5 separate regions of the Mus musculus genome follow, and regions 2, 3, 4 and 5 are each linked to region 1. The links are chromatin contacts, called in public HiChIP or PLAC-seq and Micro-C maps. All regions are on one chromosome and are shown on one strand. The core of a region is the stretch at or near the end of the contact, and the rest is flanking DNA. Distances in the headings are between cores, read along the strand shown. Region 1 holds the start of Nradd (neurotrophin receptor associated death domain). Region 2 holds the start of Lrrc2 (leucine rich repeat containing 2). Region 3 holds the start of Cspg5 (chondroitin sulfate proteoglycan 5). Region 4 has its middle 7.9 kb from the start of Fam240a. Region 5 overlaps Smarcc1 (SWI/SNF related, matrix associated, actin dependent regulator of chromatin, subfamily c, member 1).

The links. A called contact is a pair of places that touch in the nucleus more often than the background predicts. HiChIP or PLAC-seq counts read pairs in DNA pulled down with a chosen protein or histone mark.
Region 2: an H3K4me3 HiChIP or PLAC-seq map of embryonic stem cells shows a contact between it and region 1, with 6 times the contacts expected there. The contact joins the promoter of Lrrc2 here to the promoter of Nradd in region 1. A contact is called at or near these places in 2 of 39 promoter capture datasets (hippocampal neurons and stem cell-derived epiblast-like cells), 7 of 484 Hi-C or Micro-C datasets (B cells, CD4 T cells, double positive thymocytes and 4 more), 3 of 115 datasets of contacts at active chromatin or transcription factors (embryonic stem cells and pancreatic cancer cells) and 3 of 9 other capture datasets (adipose tissue, liver and pancreatic islet).
Region 3: a contact with region 1 is called in a Micro-C map of embryonic stem cells, with 2.0 times the contacts expected there. The contact joins the promoter of Cspg5 here to the promoter of Nradd in region 1. A contact is called at or near these places in 2 of 39 promoter capture datasets (liver and pre-B cells), 2 of 484 Hi-C or Micro-C datasets (both in embryonic stem cells) and 1 of 9 other capture datasets (pancreatic islet).
Region 4: an H3K27ac HiChIP or PLAC-seq map of double positive thymocytes shows a contact between it and region 1, with 5 read pairs. The contact joins the enhancer-like site here to the promoter of Nradd in region 1. A contact is called at or near these places in 4 of 39 promoter capture datasets (liver, stem cell-derived epiblast-like cells and trophoblast stem cells), 1 of 115 datasets of contacts at active chromatin or transcription factors (double positive thymocytes) and 3 of 9 other capture datasets (embryonic stem cells, liver and pancreatic islet).
Region 5: an H3K4me3 HiChIP or PLAC-seq map of bone marrow-derived macrophages shows a contact between it and region 1, with 4 times the contacts expected there. The contact joins the enhancer-like site here to the promoter of Nradd in region 1. A contact is called at or near these places in 5 of 39 promoter capture datasets (the C10 cell line, hematopoietic stem and progenitor cells, liver and 1 more), 1 of 115 datasets of contacts at active chromatin or transcription factors (bone marrow-derived macrophages) and 1 of 9 other capture datasets (pancreatic islet).

Annotation. Positions count from the first base shown.
Region 1 is chr9:110,622,982-110,626,793 of GRCm38.p6, forward strand. Nradd (neurotrophin receptor associated death domain) reads right to left here and starts at 1,412. Exons shown (of 5, transcript NM_026012.2): 1 at 1,334-1,412; 2 at 106-254. The coding sequence starts at 142. It overlaps Nbeal2 (neurobeachin-like 2), which reads right to left. Exons shown (of 54, transcript NM_183276.2): 48 at 3,752-3,812; 49 at 3,555-3,649; 50 at 3,236-3,352; 51 at 2,982-3,140; 52 at 2,753-2,901; 53 at 2,348-2,483; 54 at 1,808-2,245. The coding sequence ends at 2,144.
Region 2 is chr9:110,949,254-110,953,330 of GRCm38.p6, forward strand. Lrrc2 (leucine rich repeat containing 2) reads left to right here and starts at 2,292. Exons shown (of 9, transcript NM_028838.2): 1 at 2,292-2,423.
Region 3 is chr9:110,242,064-110,245,970 of GRCm38.p6, forward strand. It overlaps Cspg5 (chondroitin sulfate proteoglycan 5), which reads left to right and starts at 1,720. Exons shown (of 5, transcript NM_013884.3): 1 at 1,720-3,631. The coding sequence starts at 3,535.
Region 4 is chr9:110,907,190-110,910,900 of GRCm38.p6, forward strand. No RefSeq gene overlaps it. Among named protein-coding and RNA genes, the nearest start is that of Fam240a, 7.9 kb to the right of the region's middle. Within about 2 kb of position 2,127, at least 33 of the 459 cell types and tissues checked have an H3K27ac peak or open chromatin away from gene starts, as enhancers often do. A contact at or near this core is called in double positive thymocytes, where this site is marked.
Region 5 is chr9:110,198,079-110,201,781 of GRCm38.p6, forward strand. All of the region lies in intron 21 of Smarcc1 (SWI/SNF related, matrix associated, actin dependent regulator of chromatin, subfamily c, member 1), which reads left to right. Among named protein-coding and RNA genes, the nearest start is that of Cspg5, 44 kb to the right of the region's middle. Within about 2 kb of position 1,928, at least 8 of the 459 cell types and tissues checked have an H3K27ac peak or open chromatin away from gene starts, as enhancers often do. A contact at or near this core is called in bone marrow-derived macrophages, where this site is marked.

The DNA of each region.
Region 1 (3,812 bases), core at 162-2,661:
GGGTTCAAGGGTCAGGGACTAAAGAGCCCGTGAATGGACTTGTACACGACCCACTCTACCTCCCAATCTGCCCGCTACCTAGGATCTGGGACAAGGAATGCCTACCTGAATAGACCACACCTTTGCTGACGTTATAAAGCATGGTGCTGCCAGGCGCTGCCTGCTGGGCTGTTTTTTGGTGAAGGGGAGTTGTGTAGAGAACTGAGTTGACGGAGCTTGGAGCCTGCTTCTCTTGAATCTCAGAAGGAGGAACTCTGCAGAAATATGAAGAAATCCTCAGATCTGCTGTCAGGAGTCCCTGGGGGCAGCGTGTGTGTCCATCCTGATTCACACCAGGGCTGGAACAGTTTCTCCTGTGTCAAATAGGTGGAGGTAACAACTGGCTCCTGCTAGCCAAAGCTGGTGGCATGGGGTACAGCTCAGGATAGAAATCACCCGATCTCAAAGACCTTCCCAAGTACCTGGGCTGAGTCTGGGGATGTTAAAAGGAGGGTAAAGATACATGGACTGTGACCCTATCTCAGGCTGAAACATCCCTAGGAACTGGTGATCATACACATCTGCCAAAACCCAGCATCCCAAGGTCCCCAAGGCAAGCCCGCTTACACTGCCTAATGCTCCCTCTGTCCCCTCCAGGGCCAGTGGCCAGCCCTTTCCTGGGCAGGGACTAAGTGAACTGATACCTTAATGGTTCAGCAAACTCATAGACCATACAGATCTCAGAGGGCCTGAAATGGAAGAACAGGGCCAACTCAGACCAAGGACCCACCTGGACCCTAGAGTACTAAATCTGCTGAGACCACTCCCTGCAGTCTACGGAGGAGGAGAGGCTCCAGATCTGAAGGAGGAGAGAGATCTGGCTTGGATAAGTAAGAGATTAAAAGAGGCCCTTCAAGTCCCCAACGGCTACTGCTGCATAGCCAATGGCTCTAACACGTGGTGTGTCTATAGTAGGGCTATCAGCAGTTCGGTGCTGTAGTCAGGTAAACCTCTGATGTGGGTGGCCCCTTTATGGACTTTGTATCTTTGTGTCGCCACATTGGGAGTTGGGGGCTTCTGGGATCCTTGGTGGGTGGGCCTGTAAACCAGTAGCAGCAGACAGGCCTTGGAATCTGCCCCACCCATCCTGAGCAGCCGGAGTGGAACTTCTTCAGGGCTCCCCACCCATCTCCAAGCCCAAAATGGGAAGAAACAATTCAACAGCCCCTGCAGGCCCATACACACCCCAACACAGACGCTGGTACCCACAGGATCAGAGCACTAAAGGCGGGAGACAGAGAAAGTTCTGGCCCCTTCCACCTAGCAAGAGCCCGGCTAGTCATTCCCTCCTAACCTTCTGCGGCCACCCCTCCGAGGGTGCCAGGATCCACTCAGCTAGGAAGACGACGGGAGTCCCTGGAGAGGGCAGGTTCCGGTCTGCCCAAGAGTGAGCCAAGGCAAGGGGCGGGCCAGTGGGGGGGTGGTGTTGAAGAGGGGAGCAGGACAATGAAGAGGCGGGGCCGAGCTCGAGGGCGCGGTCCCGCCCCCGCCCCACGCCGGAGCACGCAGAAGCACTCGGAGTTCACAGAAGCCGACACCAGCGTGCCTGGCAGAGCAGGCCACTGGCATGCAAATGCCATGCAATGGACCGCGAGAGCTGAGAACCAGGAGTCAGGAAACGTCTGGCAAAGCCAGAGGCGCCTCCGCTGGCTACACCGAGGCCAGCCTGGCCAGGAAGAAGCATGCCAGGCCAGACAGGGTAACAGAGGCTAAGACTGGGGGCCACAGGAGGCCAAGGACGGCGGCACATGTGTACTCAAGAAACCGAAAGATTACAAAACTAGGCCACGTTTATTGCTGAGAATGGGCAGCGATAGTCACCTTTGAGGATTAAGGCCACAGGTGGTCTTTGTGCTTTCACTGGGACGTGGGATTTGAAAGTAGGGATTCCCTCCCACCCCAGATTGTGCAAAATATGCAGCAGCGGCCTCAGAGGCCGACGCTAGGTCTCCCCTCAGCCGGCGAGGGGCGGGACTTCCTGGTGATGCCATCTACCAATCCCTGAGCTGGAGGGTGGGCCCCGCCCACCCCCTGGTGCAGTAGTCTCCTGGGCAGAGAATCAGGCTCGGGCCGGGTCTGATGTCTGAGCGCCTAGACTCTAGGTTCAGCGAGCCTCGCCAGGATTGTATTCAGTCTCCCCAGAGGACACCTGGGAGATTCGCCGCGAGGAGCGCCACAGCCTCCGCGCGAACTGGCTGCTGCGTACCTAGCGGGAGTAGGGATGGGATGAGATGCGGTGAGCCCTGGCAGCCGCACCCCACAACCCGCCACCCTCCTGCCCGGCCGGCCAAGCTGCCCTCTTCCTCACCTCAGAAGGCTGCCCAGCGCCCACAACGATCAATTTGCCATCTTCCAGGCCCACCAGCACATGACTGCGCTCCTTGGTCACAGACACACTGTGGACCGGCACTTTCATGGGCAGGGGAGGCACGGCGGGCCGCAATCTGGAGCAGGGAAGTAGGTGTACACTGAGTCACAACTGCAAGGAAGCCAGCTAACAGACACCTTTTCGTGCATCTACTTTGTCTTCATTTGAAGTCTGGCTAAGCTGAATTCCTGGCTTATAGAACTCCCACAACTGTGTAGCTAAGGGAGGGCCAGGGCAAGAATCCCCATGAGTAACACATGCTAGTGAGTGGGTAGTATGCACTCTCTATTACCCTGTGCCAACAGCTTCCACCTAGAGGGGCCAGGAACTAAGAGCGGGGCTCACTTGTTCAAGTGGAGGATATGTAGAGAGCACTGAGCGGTGCCCAGCAGAACAAAGTCTTCTGCCACAGTCAGGGCTGTGGGCTGCTCCGTCAGGGTCACTGAAGCCCGCAACCTCCCATTCACTGAATACAGGTGCAAGGAGTAGGTGACCTGGAAGAATTGGGGACATCAGCAACCGCCTCACCATTCCAGCTGCCCCAGTGTCTTTGTCGGGTACCCTGTCCCCATACCTGGGCCCCAGGACGTTCACAAGCAGAGCTTTGTACAACAATCTGGCCTTCAGCCCCCAGTGCTAAGTGCGATATAGGTCCAGGCAGTGTGGCACCTGGAGGCCTTAATGCTGCCACAAACTGGCCTCGACGTACAGTGTGTATGATCACAGTCCCATCCTACAGGAAGGCAGATGAGGGTGCTGAGCAGAGAACTGGAGGCTCTGGGGACAGTGCCTGGGGAAACTCCGCCTCCCCAGGGGATGTACACGCACCTCGGATCCAGACACGGCCATGTCAAGTTCAGTGCTGATGGCCACACAGCTCACTGCAGCTACATGTCCGTATAAGACCTGCACAGGCTTTGGTGCCAGCCCTGCTGACAGACCGCTCTGTGGGAAGGCAGGGCTAGCTTAAGACTCAGGCAAATGAAGATTTTATGCGAGCCAGAGGGTTGGGGGGTAATGGAGCCCCAGACTTGCTTACAGTAGGAAGGGGAAGGGAGTAACGGGGAAGTTCTGATGGCTCCCTGAGGGGCAGATGGACTTCTAGCCTGGGAGACAGGGACCTCACAGGTCTGCCCACCACACACACCTGCTGCAGAAGACGCCACACCATGCACGTGGTATCCCGGGAGCCGGAGATGAGGTAGATGCCGCAGGTGTCCAGTGCAAGGCAGGTCACTATATCTGCATAGGAAGGGGAGGACACACAGTGTTGTCACAGGCCCAACTTGGAACTCATTCCACATCTGCCTGTCTCATTCTCCCTGGTACCAGGGCTGCTCATACCAAGGTGTCGGCTTAGCTGATTCAACAGCCTGCCACGGGGTAGTGAAGTCACTCGTAGGCT
Region 2 (4,077 bases), core at 1,042-3,541, 330 kb after region 1:
AGATAAGACCAGCCAAATACCCCAAATACCGTTTTTAGTTGCATCCCTAAACTCCTGGTGAGGGAGAGTGACAGTTATATCTTGACTGCTCCCAGACATTGTCAACGTTAATTGGCCTCAGCAGACAGGCTGGCAGATAGGCCCCCCAGGAGACAATTGGGAAGATTTTCACAAGATCTAAGGAGGATGCTGTTTCAGAGTCTAAGTAGATTTGTATTTGACTGCTCACAGGCATTCTTCACAGCTCTCAGGGATTTTAAAATGGGCCCGTAATGCAAAAGCAAGGTGGGAGTCTGGGTACAGGCCCAAGCTGTCATCAGAAAAAGTCGGCCCTGAGCAGCCAGCAGACTTATGCACAAATGTCCCAGGCACATTAACATGTGGTTAATGTGGTCTCAGGCACATTCATATGATTTCTGGCTACAGAAATGAAGTGAGCATTGTTATTTTTTATTTGTTTGTTTGTTTAGTTGGTTGGTTTTTTGTTTTGTTTTGTTTTGTTTTGTTTTGTTTTGTTTTGTTTTGTTTAAGAGATAGGGTTTCTCTGTGTAGTCCTGGCTCTCCTGGAACTCACTCTGTAGACCAGGCTGGTCTCTGCCTCAGAAATGCTGGTATTAAAGGCCCAGCTTGGGTATTGCTTTAAGTCATTGAATTTGTAAGAATTTATTACTTAGCAATGTAAAGCTAACGTAACCTCATCATTTAAAAAACTGCTATTATCGCTGTCATTATTGTGATTATTGTTGCGACGCTGGGGATTGAACCCTGGACTGTGCGTGCTCTGTCACTGAGATTCAACTCTAGCCTTTGCACACTTAATAGATTAAAATCATTTTCAGTTAATGTATTGGTATTTTATGTGTATGGGTGTTTTGCCTGCATGTCTGCACCATATGCATGCCTGGTGCCCAGGGAGGCCAGAAGAGGGCATAGCATCCCCTGAAACTTGAGTTGCAGGTGGTTAAAAACCTGCATAAGTGCTGGAAATCAAACCCAGGTCCTCTGCAAAAGCAACAAGTCTTCTAAACTGCTGAGCCAGCTCTTCAGCTTTCCAACCCCACCTTGTGTTTTGAGACTGGGCCTCCTACCTAACCTGGAGTTCACTGATTCGCTGGGCCAAGAGGAGCGAGAAGCTTCAGGGATCTCTGCCTCTGCTCCCTTAGAGCTGCGGTTATAGAAGCAAGACCATGCCTGGCTTTATGTCATTGTTGAGGATCACACTGACTGGCCTTATGTATATATAAGTTTAAATTTTCTAGAAGTCATCCAACATAGCACAGAGAAACATTAAGGGAAAATTAACATTAATATTATATTTTGTTTAACCCAATATGTCCCTAATATATCAGTAAACCAGTGAATTAATAGTGAGATGTGGTTACCTTTTTAAAATATTAAGTTTTTAAAATTTAGTGTTATTTTGTGAGGCATGAGGGTATTAGATTCTCTGGAACTGGGGTTACAAACAGTTGAAAACTGCCATGTGGGTGCTGGGAATTGAACCCGGGTCCTCTGGAAGAGCAGCCAATCCTCTTAACCACCAAGCCATCTCTCCAGCTGCTAAAATTAAGTTTTTGATGCAGATATTTTATGACAGTTGATCTCAGGTCAGCTTAGTATATTGGCCACTTTTATTAACATTTTTATTATATTTGGCTGACTTGAGTATTTACTTTGTGTACATGCGTGTACGTGTGAGGACCTGTGTGTGTGCCACAGTGAATGTGTGAGGTCAGGAGACAGCTTGAGAGAGTCGCTCTTCTCCTTCCATCATGTGGGTCCCAGTAGTCATATTCCACCTGGTGCCTCTGGCCTCCGAGTCATCTGACTGGCCCTTAGTGAACTTTGTGGTTAGTCATGTTGTGTGCACAGTCAGGAACTAGAGAGAAGGCTAGTATTCCTAGTGACTTAGTGTCCGGGATGTTGCCACTGCCACTCACAGTCAGAATAGGGCTTTTCTACTCAGTTAAACACCCTCACAGATACCCCAGCAGAGCCTTCCTTAGGGGATTCTAAATCCAGTCAAATTCACAGTGAAGATGAACCCTCCAGTGCTCCGTAGCTGGGGCTGCTGCGTAGCACATTTGCACACCGTGAGGACCATCAGTAGCCCAGGTTGGCCGGAGTTTTAGCCTGCAGATGTGAGGCCACAAGCCAGGAGCCCTTGCCGCTTGCTCTCCCACCAGCGAGAACCATTTAGTAATGTCCATGGAGATGGAAGGCGGTGTTTATAACATTCATTCTTCTCTACATACATCGTGAAGGGAGGGAGGTCAGGTGAGGGACATCAGGGATTTTCCTGGAAGAAAGCTTTGCTGGGCGTTCATGTGACTCATGTTCCAGTAAGAGCCGCAGTCTCGGATGACCTGAGTAGAGCAGGGTTATCTGGATGTGCTTGTGGGTGGAACCCCTTTGGAAGGGAGGTAGGTAAGGGTGGGTGTATCCTCGCAGAGACGTAGAACTTCTGTGTGTGGATGATGTTTCATCAGAGACTGTGAGCCGAGCCGGATGCTAAACACAGTAGTTCTCAACCTTCCTAATGCTACAACCCTCATGCTGTGGTGACCCCCAGCCATACAGTTATTTTGTTGCTACCTCATATCTGTAATTTTGCTACAGTTATGAATTGTAACACAAATATCTGTGTTTTCGAATGGTCTTAGATGATCCCTGTGAAAGGATTGCACTATCCCTTTGGGGGTTACGACCCACAGGTTGAGAAACATTGCCTTAAAAGGTATTACTCTCTTGGATTCCAGCTCGTCATGCGGAAGCTGTGTTATCAGTGTATATTTTGAGCAGTTTGTGGTTTTGAGGACACTTGGGGAAGTGAATACCACAGGGCACAGGCCTACCTGGTACATCCTGGAAGCTTGGAAACTGCAAAATGTGTGTGTGTGTGTGTGTGTGTGTGTGTGTGTGTGTGTGTGTGTGTGCGCGCGCGCGCGCGCGCGTGTGTTGACAGGGTCTTATATAGCATTTAGGATAGCCTTGAACCTCTGACTCTTCTGCCATTACCACCTGAGAGCTAGGATCACAGGTGTGCCCTGCTTGCCCTCCCTCCACATGGAAGGTCTTTTTGGATATGCCACCCAGTGATGTGGCAATCTGTACAAGTGAGTTTAGTGCAGCACCAATTCCTTACATAAACGTGAACACATTTTGTATTTTAAAATACCTTCGACTGAGCATCAAAGGCAGTCTCAAAACATGTGGAAACACCGACCCTAGGACCCTGCCCTGGAGTTAGGACCTGAGGTGCTTGGTCGGGTTGTGTCAGTGAGGAGCTGTCCTGGCTACCTCTGTGCCAGACTATGCTAATTCCTGCTTCTTACCACGTGGTCATGAGCCAGCACTGTTGGCATCCGGTAAAGCTTATTAAAGATATAGCTATCAGGCTCTGTAGTTGAGCCAGAACCTGGCAGCTTGGTGTAAAGTTTGGCAGATGAAACATAGGCTACTCAGTATGATGTAAATTTCAGATTAATGACAAATTATTATTTTTAGTGTAAGTGTATTCTCAAAATAGTATTATTGTTGCAATGTTAGGGATTGAATCCAGGGCATCCTGCACATCAGGCAGTGCTAAGAGTAAAGGGTGTGAGACCACACACTCAGCTTTCATGGGACTTTTGTTTGAATTTTGAGACTGTGTCTCAAGTAGCCCAGACTGGCCTTGAACTTAGTATGTAGCTGAGCCTAAATTTCTGATCTTCTTGCACCACCTCTGAAATGCTGGGATTACATGTGTGGGTCACCTTGCTTATTATTTGAGGGGAGTGGGGTGGAGATGTGAGACAGGGCGTTAATTGGTCTAGGTTGACCTTGAACCATTTGTGGATGAGAGTAACCTTGATCTCCTGACTCTCTGCCTTCCAAGTTCAAGTATAATGGGTCTGCTCCAGGACTCCAGGTTCAAACCAAGGTGTGTGAGGAGCCCTTGCCTGAGAGCAGATTGGAGTTCCATTATTTATTGGATGTCATTCCTGTGTCTGCCATCAATCAGCAAGACTATTTCCACAGGTAGCAAACTCTCTAAAGACTAAACTATTGCATTTAAGGATACAGCGAACAAGC
Region 3 (3,907 bases), core at 470-2,969, 380 kb before region 1:
GCCACCTGTGGTTGGCTCTCCTACGGTCACACGGAGCAAGTGTGGGGCTGAGAGGTCGTGAGTCTGGCTTGGCCTTGACACTGACAGACTTCTGATAGCCATCTGGATTGTAGCATCCCTGCCTTCATGTATCCCAGGACAACCTTCAGCTTCTGATCTTCCTGCATCTACTGACCATGTGCCACCCAGCTAAGGGTCATCTTATTCTGCAACACCTGCAGGGTCCCTGAGAAGTCCTTAGTCCTCTTCCCAGGCAGCAGGTGTCATCTGCATTAGTTGAGTGTTTTCTCCTAACTGGCCTGGCTTTAGAGTTAGTTAATAAATTCAAAATCCCTTTGCATCATAATAACAAACCATTGCCTGGCAAAATAACCACCCCAAGGTTTGTGATAACCCTTTTCTGAAATGAGAACACTCAGTCTTTGTGAGGAAGTTTTGTCAACACAAAAGCCCTTTAGCCCGTCCCTTCCTACCAGGAATGGTGTGAGTAGACCTATTCCTAGTAGCCCATTCTGCACCCCACCCCCCACAAAAGCAATCGCTTGTCTCCATGCCTAAGATCAGAAGCTTGATCATTCTGTGGTGGTCATTAGTAACAGCTAGACATAGCAGCATAGCGGCATACCTGTACTCCTGGAACATGGGAGGTAGAGACAGGAGGGTTAGGAATTTAAGGTTGGCTTCAGGTCTGTAAAGATTGTTGCCAACCTGGGTTATGAGGGAAGGTCTCAAGGGGCTGAAGCATTAAATGCCCAGGTAAAAGTGGATGCTGGGCTGGGTAAGGAGACAAGGCTTCTATTGTCCTACTCTGCATCCTGCTCCTTTTGAAATGCAAGAAAGGAAATGAGGGTCTGTAGTGCACAAACAGCGACTTAGAACTGTTTGTAACAACAGTTCTAGCGCTTGACTCTTCTGACTCTTTGGATACCAGATATGGGTGTTGTGCAGATACTTGCAAGCAAAACACCCGTGTACATGAATTTAAAGGGTGATATAAGAAGCCTCCATATTCAGATGAATACAGCTTTTAAAAAGGAAAGCCAAAATTTGAATATGTTGGTGTTTATACTGAGGATTTAAAGTCAAATTGATGTTCTCCATCCAGACCAAATTATGTGTGGTCATGGTATGGGAGCAGTGGTGGTAGCATCAGTGAAGCAGGTGTCTTTTCTGCACTTAAGGGTGTGTACGGCAGTCATGGCAATGGTCTTTATGGCTCTGCTTGGCTTTGGAGACAAATTACCAAAACAGTAGGAAAGAGGCATGAAGAAGCCATTGCCATACAAAGCATGTGTAGCGCCCAGATGGCGCATGATGTGAATAGAGGACACGTGGAAGCTATAGATAGGCAGTGGTGGTTTCCTTGTTCTAGTTCTCATATCACTTCATGCACGCACACACCATACATTTGACACTGCTTGCCAGATCCTTTCATGCTGGAGTCGCCAGTGACTAACTCGGGGGACACACAGATTTGATGCTAAATCTTGTTCTTCTCACCACAGAATGGGCATTGCCCAATTACTCTGTTCTCAGTGTTAGGGAGGAGCAGAAGGCCAGAGGTTGGTTGGTTTGCTTGCTTGCTTGCTTGCTTGCTTGCTTGCTTAGTACCAAATTGGTGCTGGATATATAGCTCACTGACATCACTTTACTTGCATGCACAAGGCCCTGGGTTCAGTTTCAGACAACTTAAACAAAATTGAAAAAAGTGGTAGCAGAATTTCTCTGCAGGGAGGGGAGAAGATAGTTGAGGAAGGAAATATTTCACATTCGCTTGTTTGTTCTACTGATCAAAACAGAATTTAAAAGGATAGTTACGGGTGGGAAATAGGGTAGATAGAAGGATTTGGTTGGTTAGTTGGTTCTAGACAGGGATTACAGACATAAGCTACCATAACCAGCAAATACAATTATTTTGCAGTACTAGGAATTGAACCTGAAGTCTCACTCATTTTAGGCAAGTGCTCTCCCTAACTCTTAAGTGTTTTACCATAAGTAGGAAAAGACTTTATTGTGACCATGCCCTAGCATGAAAGGACTTACATAGGATCTCCTGTGTGGTAGGAACTTCCACCAACATCCACTTTTGACAACTACCACCCAGGAATTGAAGAGAGAAATAGGTATTATATCTGGGTAAGCAAGCCCCCTCTTGACTGGAACTCCAAACTAGGACACGTATGTCTGGTTGCCACTCTCTAGATGTCATACAGACCCTACATAGCCACCTCCGAGCCAGGATATAAGAGCCTAGCTGCTGGAATTTTGTCAGCCTTGAGGGGACTCTAAGCTGCAACCATACTTGTGAGAGAAAAGGAGTGTTGAACCAAGGCAACTCACTAGAAGACAGGTATGAGACAGATTAAATGATGGTCCTCCATCTTGTTCATATTTGGTCACTGACAGAAGACTATCAACACCAGCATCGCCCTTGGACTAACCCTTGGACTGAGCTGAACATGATCATTTAGGTCGATAATAAAACATCAATATGTAGGCTATTTGGAGGCGGGGAAAGCCAGGTGACTAAGCTGTAGTTCTGCCTCCCTTCCAACAGGTCTCCCAGTAAGCAGTGAACCTGGGTTAGGAACAGAGACCTCTCTCTCCACGTTGCATGTGCACCTGGCAGTGATCTAGACCTCTTGGTTTAACCAGGAACTTGGGTTTGGGTAGTACTGGTCACCTGCGGAAGGCCGCCCTGGATTTAGAAAACGCAAGGTGGAGTCCAAATACTGGGGACCGGATAACACGTTGGGTGGACCTGGCTGTGCAAGATTTAAACTAATGGCTTTGGCTGTGGACAGATTAGGTCTGATCCAATTAGAGCCTAGGCCGTAGTATTCGCCTCCTTGCCAGGCTCTGTCGATGTTCTCCCTGCTCTCCGGAAGAAGACTTAGAGTCGGACTGGAGAACCTTCTGGACACCGAATTCTGGATTGGCACCGGACAGTCCGTGCCCCGGGCTCCGCTCTCTCCACACTGGGGGCGCGGGCTTCCGCCCCCTGTGGCCCTTCCGAGCCCCGCCCCGAGCCTGCGGGTGTCGGAGCCCGCGACGTCCCCGCCTCCCCTGCGCGCGCGTGGCGGGTGGGTTCCTCGCAGGTCCGCGGCCCAGCGCGCTCAGCACTGGAAGCGCAAGCGGGCCCCGTGGGCTGCCGCCGGTGCACCTGTCGGCTTCCCCCAGTGGCTCTGCTGCCGCCCCTGCGCGCCGCGCTTGCATCGCTCTCCACGTCCCGTGCCAGAGGGGTCTGACTGTCCCCTGGCGAGGAAGACCGAGAGGGGCCGGCGTCAACGCGACGTGCTGCGGGGCGGGCGGAGTGGGGGCGGCGCCGAACGCGGCAGCGGCAAGCGGCAGCGGCGGCGCGGGAGGCGGGGAGGCGCGGCGCTCGGAGGACAGCGGCTGACGGCGGCATGCGGCGGCTCATGCTGCCCACCGTGGGCTGAGGCGGCCGCACACGGGCGGCAGGCGCAGCGGCCGGGCAAGCCGAGGGCGCAGCCAAGCCGCGCGCACCGCGCACAGCGGCAGGGGCTCCGCGCAATGGGCCGAGCTGGAGGCGGGGGCCCGGACTGGGGGCCGCCGCCAGTGCTGCTGCTTCTGGGGGTCACGCTGGTGCTCACCGCTGGGGCCGTACCGGGTAGGTATCCACCCGGACCGGGACCCCAGCCAGCCCCTTGCGCCCCACCCCATGCCAGGGTCTCGCTGACTTCAGGTCCAGGTGGAGTCCCCAAGCCCTGACAAGGGGGCGGGGCACCGCCTGGCCTACAGCCCGGGACCCGGCGGGAAAGGGGAGGAGGAGAGGACCTGTAGGGGGTGGAGGACACAGGCCAACGGGGAGCAGCCCATAGCCTGTGAACAGACAGCAGGGTGGGCTAGGGTGGGGGTGGGGTCTTGAGGTAGGGGCGGGGTCTGA
Region 4 (3,711 bases), core at 877-3,376, 280 kb after region 1:
CAAAGAGTGACTGTTTATAAAATGTTTGTCACATGTCTTTTCTTAAGATCTGTGCCATGCTATGATCTCCCAGACTGTCTCACGGCGGCTGGACCATGGCATTATGCCAAACCAAAACTGCTCTTGGGCGCTTCTGGAGATGAGCGGGTAGGCCTACCCTCCAATGATGAGTGGCATTCTCTCCTCTGTGAGCCTCCGGGGGACCTACGTTGGGCGCCAGTTGTCCTGACCTATAGGATGGTCAACGGGGACTGGGAAACCACCTGGAAGAGAATGGGGGGAGGGCAAGAGACACAAAGAACAGACAGCAAGTCAGGAAGTCTGATCAAGCTGACAAATTTTTATTGTCCCCATGCAGGTTATATACTCATAGAAGCAGGATATGGGGGATGGAGTAGGGTCGCTTTGTTTCTGGGGAATGCACCTGTTCTCAAGAAAAGGATGTTGGTTGGGTAAAATGTTCAGAGGAAGAACAGAGCAGAATGGGTTGCTAGGTGCCTAACCACAAGATCTATAGCTGTTTGTTCTCAACTGGGCTAGTACTTTTCCACTGAGGCCAAGACTCTGTACCAGTAAGCACTTATGGCTGACAAGGCTGTTAACATTCAAACAAGGTCGCTTCCAACAGTTCACAGTCAACGAGAGAGGGCAGGGAATGACAAGGATTCTAAACCATCTCCCAGTGGAATTTCACTGGAAATCAGATCTGGTTTCCATGACACTGAGGAGAGGTGAGGGGTGGGCAAAGCAGAGGAGACTAGAAATAATATTCAGATTTGTTTTGCCCTGCTGTTCAAGAGGACAGGAGGAGTCTGGCCTGCCATTTCTTTCCTCACACTAATGCCTGGGTTTTCTGAGAGAGAGATCCCTCAACCCAGGGTTAGATGGAAGGAAGCAGGGCAGAAGCAAGCCAGGCATAGGTGCAAGGTGTAGCTTCTCCCAGAGAGAAGAGAAATCACAAAGTCTGAACAAAGGGGAACTGAGCGACAAGGCTGTGTGAGGCCAGCTGCCTCCCTCAGCTCCCAGGTTTGAAACAACAGGTGGTGTGGATAGACACTCCCAGGTGGTATGGAGATAGAGATAGTCAAGCCTGTAGTGATCCTGGGGGAAGTTGCTGGTGATGGGGATGGACGGATCTTGTCCTATCTATTCACTGAGGTGGTGACATTTTCCCTTGCTCTGTCATCACAAAAGGATCTCATCTTCACAGGAGCAAGGGGCATTTCCTTTATCTCTAGGATCTGGTTGTTCTCTGCACCTGTATCCCCCGAGGCCACAGGGCAGCAGAGTTGGGGTTGGATACCTGGTCTGGAGAAAGCGCTGGATGTGTGTAGCCCTGAGTTCAGGTCTCTGTGGGAGCAAGGACCACTGGTGGGAAGACAGCAGTCCTGTCTCTGTCCCAGATCCTTGGCCTGTTGCTCCCAGGCCTGCCTTCTAGGACAAGGTCTTCCTGACTACAAAACTGCTGTGATCTTCTAAGGACAGGGTTGGAGGGAAGGAGATAAGAGAGCTACCAAGGGATGAAAGAGATGCCTTAGATGTCAGGAGCTGCTGTTTCATTCTGTCAAAGATCTTTAATACCCTTCTCAGATGCTCATGCTAAACCCAGTGTGGCTCACAGTGGCTTACGCTGTCTGCAGATCAAGATGTCAAACTCTTAGCTCCTTCCCTAGTACCATGTCTGCCTGTCTGTCACTGTGCTTCTCGCCGTGATGATAATGGACTTGACTTCTGAGATTGTAAGCCAGTCTCAAATACCTGTTTTCTTTTATAAGAGTTGCAGTGGTGATGGTGTCTCTCTACAGCAATAGAAACCCAAACTAGAACAGTGAAGAAGCAAGGGGTAGGAACTGTAGGGAGGCTGTTTTCCATTGGCCTTCAGTTTATGTATCTATTTTGAGTAGAGGCTCTGACTGCCCTTATTCCAGGTGATCACTATGACCGATATGATCAGTAACTTCAAAAGTTGCAGATTATCTTGGGAAGTGCATCTCTTCCATTTCCAGCCCCACTGGACACTGCTTCCTCACCGCATCTTACTAGAACAATTCTTTCTCTACGACTCCAGTTCTTACCCCACAACTCACCCCTCATCCTTCCTGCTAGCGCTTACCATGCTGTTGATACTGTGGGTTACCCCACAACACACCTACCATTTTGCAGCTCAGCTACTCCAACCACTTGGTAAATCAGCCTCAATTTGACAGCTGCCCTCAAGGCAGCCTGTGGGCTCCTGGAGAATCTGCATGGAGCCAGTTTTCAAGAACTTGGAGCATGGGCACATGTGACTCTGGGTTCAGGTGGGCACTGCTGGCATGGACTCACCGTGGGAAAGTTCTAGAAGCCCCACACCCTATGACCTCCCCCATTCTATGGAAATGTTTGGAGAATTAGGAAAGCTTCCTGGTCAGGAAGGGACCTTACAAAAGGACCTTCTAAAGTTTAGCCACGAACTGCAGCCTGCTTCATGTTGACTAACTCGGTGCTAAGCTGGCTCTCTGCTAAGAGAGAGGAAACACGTGGTATGTCATTCAGCAACTCAGCCTGATCTGAATGAGGGTATTATGGAGGCAGCTCTCATAAAACATAGTGCTGTGCTGTATGCAAACCTTCCACTCATTTGCCTAACAGATCGGCCTTGTGTCTCATCACGTGAATGCTGTTCCCATCCCTAGGGGCTGTTCCAGATGCTGTGTGGCCCACATTCAGTCTCAAAACCCTATGTGATAGGCTTCTCATGTCCCTGGTCTTCTCAATTTGTCTCTTTCCATACAAAGACCAGGTAGCTGCAACCTTCCCTTCATGTCCCTTCCAGAATTGTATTGCTCAATGTCTCCAGAAGCTGGCTATCACGTCCACTAGGCATATTAATTCAATTACTTTTGCACACAGGAAACAGAAGGAAGCATCTACGGCTCGTCTCCAGGGTATCAAGTTTTCCAGCAGCAACAGCTAGGACTGTTGAGATCCCTGTGAGGATAGCACATTGATGGGCCAGGATTGACATGGAGGCTAATTTACCCACCAGGGCTCTATTTACAGCTTAAATGAACCATTTATGTGTTAGGTACACAAACAGAGAGAAAGAGAGAGAGACAGAGACAGAGACAGAGAGACAGAGAAAGACAAAGAGACAGAGAAACAGAGAGTCAGAGAGAGGCAGAGACAGACAGAGAGAGACAGAGAAAGAGGCAGAGAAACAGAGAAAGAAAGAGATAGAGAGGGACACACACAGAAGGAGAGGCACAGAGAGAGAGAGATGGAGAGAAAGAGAGAGAGAGAGAATAGACAAATACAGGGAGAGACACAAAGACAGGGAGAGACACAGAGACACAGAGAGATATAGTGAGAGACAAAAGTAGAGACACAGAGACAGAAATGACAAAGAGAGCTACAAAGATGGAGTTTATTTGCAAACTAAAGTCTACATGTGAGAGAAAGCATATATATTTCTCTTTTTCAGTCTGTCTACCCCCCCCTCCCCTCCAGTAATGTAACGGTCTCTGGTTGTATCCATATTTCTTGCAAATAACAACATAAGTTTAAAATAATTATTACTTAAGTTCATGTGTATGAGTCTTTCGCCTGGATGTCTGTGTACCCTGTGCATGCCTGGTGCCCACAGATGTCAGAAGAGGGTCTTGGGTACCCTGGAACTAGAGTTACAAATGGTTGTGAGTCACCATGTCTGTGAACCAGGGTCCTCTGCAA
Region 5 (3,703 bases), core at 678-3,177, 420 kb before region 1:
TATGTGATATGTGTAGTGTTAGTACATGCTTGTAACCATGGGTAGGTACATGGAGGCCAGAAGACAGACATTTCTTCCCATTACCATTATGCAACCTACTGGTAATCTAAGGCCTCAGTGTAATATGTAAGTATCTAAGTAAAGAACATTTGTTTAATTATTTTAAATTAGATTGTAGGAAACATGGTTTGTGGACCTGAAGTAGGTTGCATGTATTTTGTAGAGATAAAGATGTTTTTCTTAAGTAACTTCCTTAAGAGAGTGAAGATCAGTTTTTTTAAAATATATTTTTTTTTAATATATATTTATGTTTGCGTGTGCGAGTGCGAGTGAGTGCAAGTGCCAGTAGCTTACAGAAAGACAGTGTAGGAGACCTTGGAGTAAGCATTACAAGCAGATTTGAGCCACCCAGTGTGGGTTTTGGGAACTAAAGAGTGATGAGTGCTCTTAACCACTTTGCCATCTCTTCACTTCTCCCAGCATCCATCTTTACCATTCCTCTGTGGCCCGGGTGCAGTAGCACCACATGCTCCTCCCTCAGTCAGACTTAGTGGTGCCACTCCCCACTGAGCCATCTTACCAGTTTCAGTCCTTTTTGAAGGACATAACTTTCACCAAGAGGATGGAATGAGCAAGTAGTCAGCGGGCACTGAAGGTCTGTCTGGTCTGTCAGACATCTTATCGTAAATCCTGTTTATATTCTTGGTCTCAAGTCTTTACTATTTACAGCTCTATTCCTTAGAGAATCTTTAGCATGTTGACGTGTTTTGGCAAACAGGATGAACAGGAAGACTGACAGTTAGCAGATTGTTCACTAAGCTCCTGAACAGTCTTGTGTCTTAAGTCTGTCTTCACGTGGACAAGGGGCCAACTGGATCCGTTCAAGAGGGTTAAGGACTGTTAGTGCTGACACCCGAGGCAGAGGCACCTCGATCACTGAGTTTAAAGCCAGCCTGGTCTAAATGTCTTCCAGATAGGTCATAACTGGCCCTGGAACCATTAAGGACTTGGTAAGATTTTAGTGACATTTTCTGTTTAGCCTTCTCCGATCTTAACAACTTAGTATGTCTTCATATGTTTTGAGATAAGGTCTCATTATGTGGACCATCCTGGCCTTGGATTCACAGATCCACCTGCCTCTGGCTCTGCCTCTGGAAGGCTGTGATTAAAGGTGTGGGCCGGCGCCCCAAGCTAAAAGCCCCAGTTTAAAATCTGAACTAAGATCAGAGCATTACTGATCATTCTCTTTCTCCTTTTTCATCTCACCTTCTGCTCTTAGTAATAGAAGCCCTGTATCTTAAGTGAAGTTCTGTATACTTTTAAATTGCTTTCATCACATAGATGCAATTAAACAACATATGTTAAGTATGATTTTGGCTGGGTTTTAGATGTTGTAAAATATGGAATATTTAGACTTTTGAGAATTTTTTTTTATGTTCAGTATTTTGTTTTCCAATTTATCCATGTGTTATAAGAGCCAAGAAGCTGTTTAATCTACTCTTTAAAATAAGTTCTGTGTGATTACAATCCAGTATAGGTACCCATTCTTAATGGATCATTGCCTTTGTCTCTTACTTAAAGCATCTATGTACACTCTTGCATACTTCCTAGAATTCTGATACAGATTTTTAACTACAGTGTAGCTGGGCATATAGTTGGATTAGGTGACATAGCAAGACCATGGACCACATCACCAGCTTTGCCCTTGATGGTATCTTCCTCAGATTTGTTCTTCTGATCTGGAACACTGACATTCTCCAACCTTACACATTCTTTCTCATTTGTAAATTTGTGTGTAAACAAATCCTGTGGTTAGCAGTGTGTTAGGATATGTAGTTTCCCCCAAAGCTTGTGTGTCAGGTTTTACTTGGGCTTGCAACATTACCTGGTGTGAGAGTCCCTGCTGATGAGTGAGTATGCAATGTCACTTCTGTGAGCTTCCCTTTTCTGGGTCTCACTTAAGTATAGTCTCTTTGCTATTTCTGGACCAATCCATGAAAGAGCTAATTTTGGCTTCAGCTCAGATTCCTTTTGGTTCTCATTTCTGCTTATCTTGTACACGAATGCTTTATTAACTGTTTTGCATGTGGTTTCTCCTTTGGTTACTCATTGCTTTTTGGGTTTTGGAGAAAAGATTTTAAACCCACAGAGCTTTCTCTGCTTCTCCCTCCCCGGTATTTCAGTTAAAGGTGCATACACACCTCCCTGGCTTTCTTGGAGACTTTTATTTTATTGTTTTGTTTAGAATTATTTTATTCTGTGAATATGTGATTTTGCTTGTATGTCTATACGTGCACCTCCTGCATGCCTAGTACCCTGACACAACATGAGAGCACACTGGGTACCGATACCTGGAGTTATGGATGGTTTGAGCCGCTGCATCAGTGCTGGGAACGGAACCCTCTCCTCTACAAGAGTGACCAGTGTCACCAGCTCGTCCTTTTGAAAATGCAGTGATTTCTTTTTAATAGAGTTAACGTCATACTTTTTTGTTTTATTCATGCTATAATGTCATTTGGTATCTTTTGTGGTTATCCTCTGTTGTCTTTTCTACACTGCTACCATATACTTATTTTCTTTTAACTTGAAATTTTCTTAAAAAATAATGAATCTTGCTCATTTTTCGACACTTCAAATCCAGTTCTCCTACCCTAAACATACCTCACTCCCATCTTTATGCCCTCATTTAAAAAAAAATACTGTTTTATCTATCTTTCAATCAAATCTGTAGCTGACCTCAGTGTAGCACACCTTTAATCTCAGTTCTGGGGAGGCAGACAGGGAAATATGTGTGACTTTTGGCCAGACTGGATACATAGTCAACTTCTAGGCCAACCATGGCTACATAGTGAGATCTTGTCCTTTAAACAATAAAAAGCACAAATAAGCAACACATCAGCCCCCTAAGTCCAAATTAGTGCTGTTGCTACGGGCTGGGTTGAACATTGAATTGGAACCAAACCGATTATGGTTTTGGGCAGCCCTGTGCAAAATTAGAGGGTAGTCTGTTCTTCCACCTTGATTTGACCAGGGTTTAACTTTTTGACAGTGATTACGTGTTGATGAGATGTCTCCATTCAAGTCCTGGTTCTAGAGTTTTCATAATTTGGTGCTACTTCTGGCACTGTGTGCTTGTGACTTTGGAAAGGTAGCTGCTATTTGACCATTATTCTGGGAAAAAGGAGATTGGTGGATTCATGTTCCAAAACTAGACAACTGTTTTCCTAATTAATAGCTTTGAGCATTGCTTTTCTTAAAAACAATCCAGTTTAGAGTGTTAAAATCCTCTTATTGCTGATAAATACTTGCTTTTACAGTAGCGTAATATAAAAATTTATAGAGTGTTTAAGGAGTTTTTGCCTGAACTGGTCGGTAAAGGCAGGCACATCTGAGTTCAAGGCCATCCTGATCTATAGAGCGAGCTCCAGAACAGCCAGGGCTACGCAGGGAGACCTTATCTCAGAAAACCAAAAAAACCAAGTGTTTGCCTTTGCCTGTTTTGTTTGTTTGTTTGTTTGTTTGTTTTGTTTTGTTTTAAACAATATTCGTTTTCTATAGCATTATCTGCCTACTGCACCCCATCCCAGAGATTGACTTTAGATCATATTCTTCCTCCAATTCTAGCAGCAAAAACCTTATTTTAAAAAAAAATCATGTAAAATAAAGATTCTCTTAGCTCATTTCTGTGAAACTGTACTAGGTA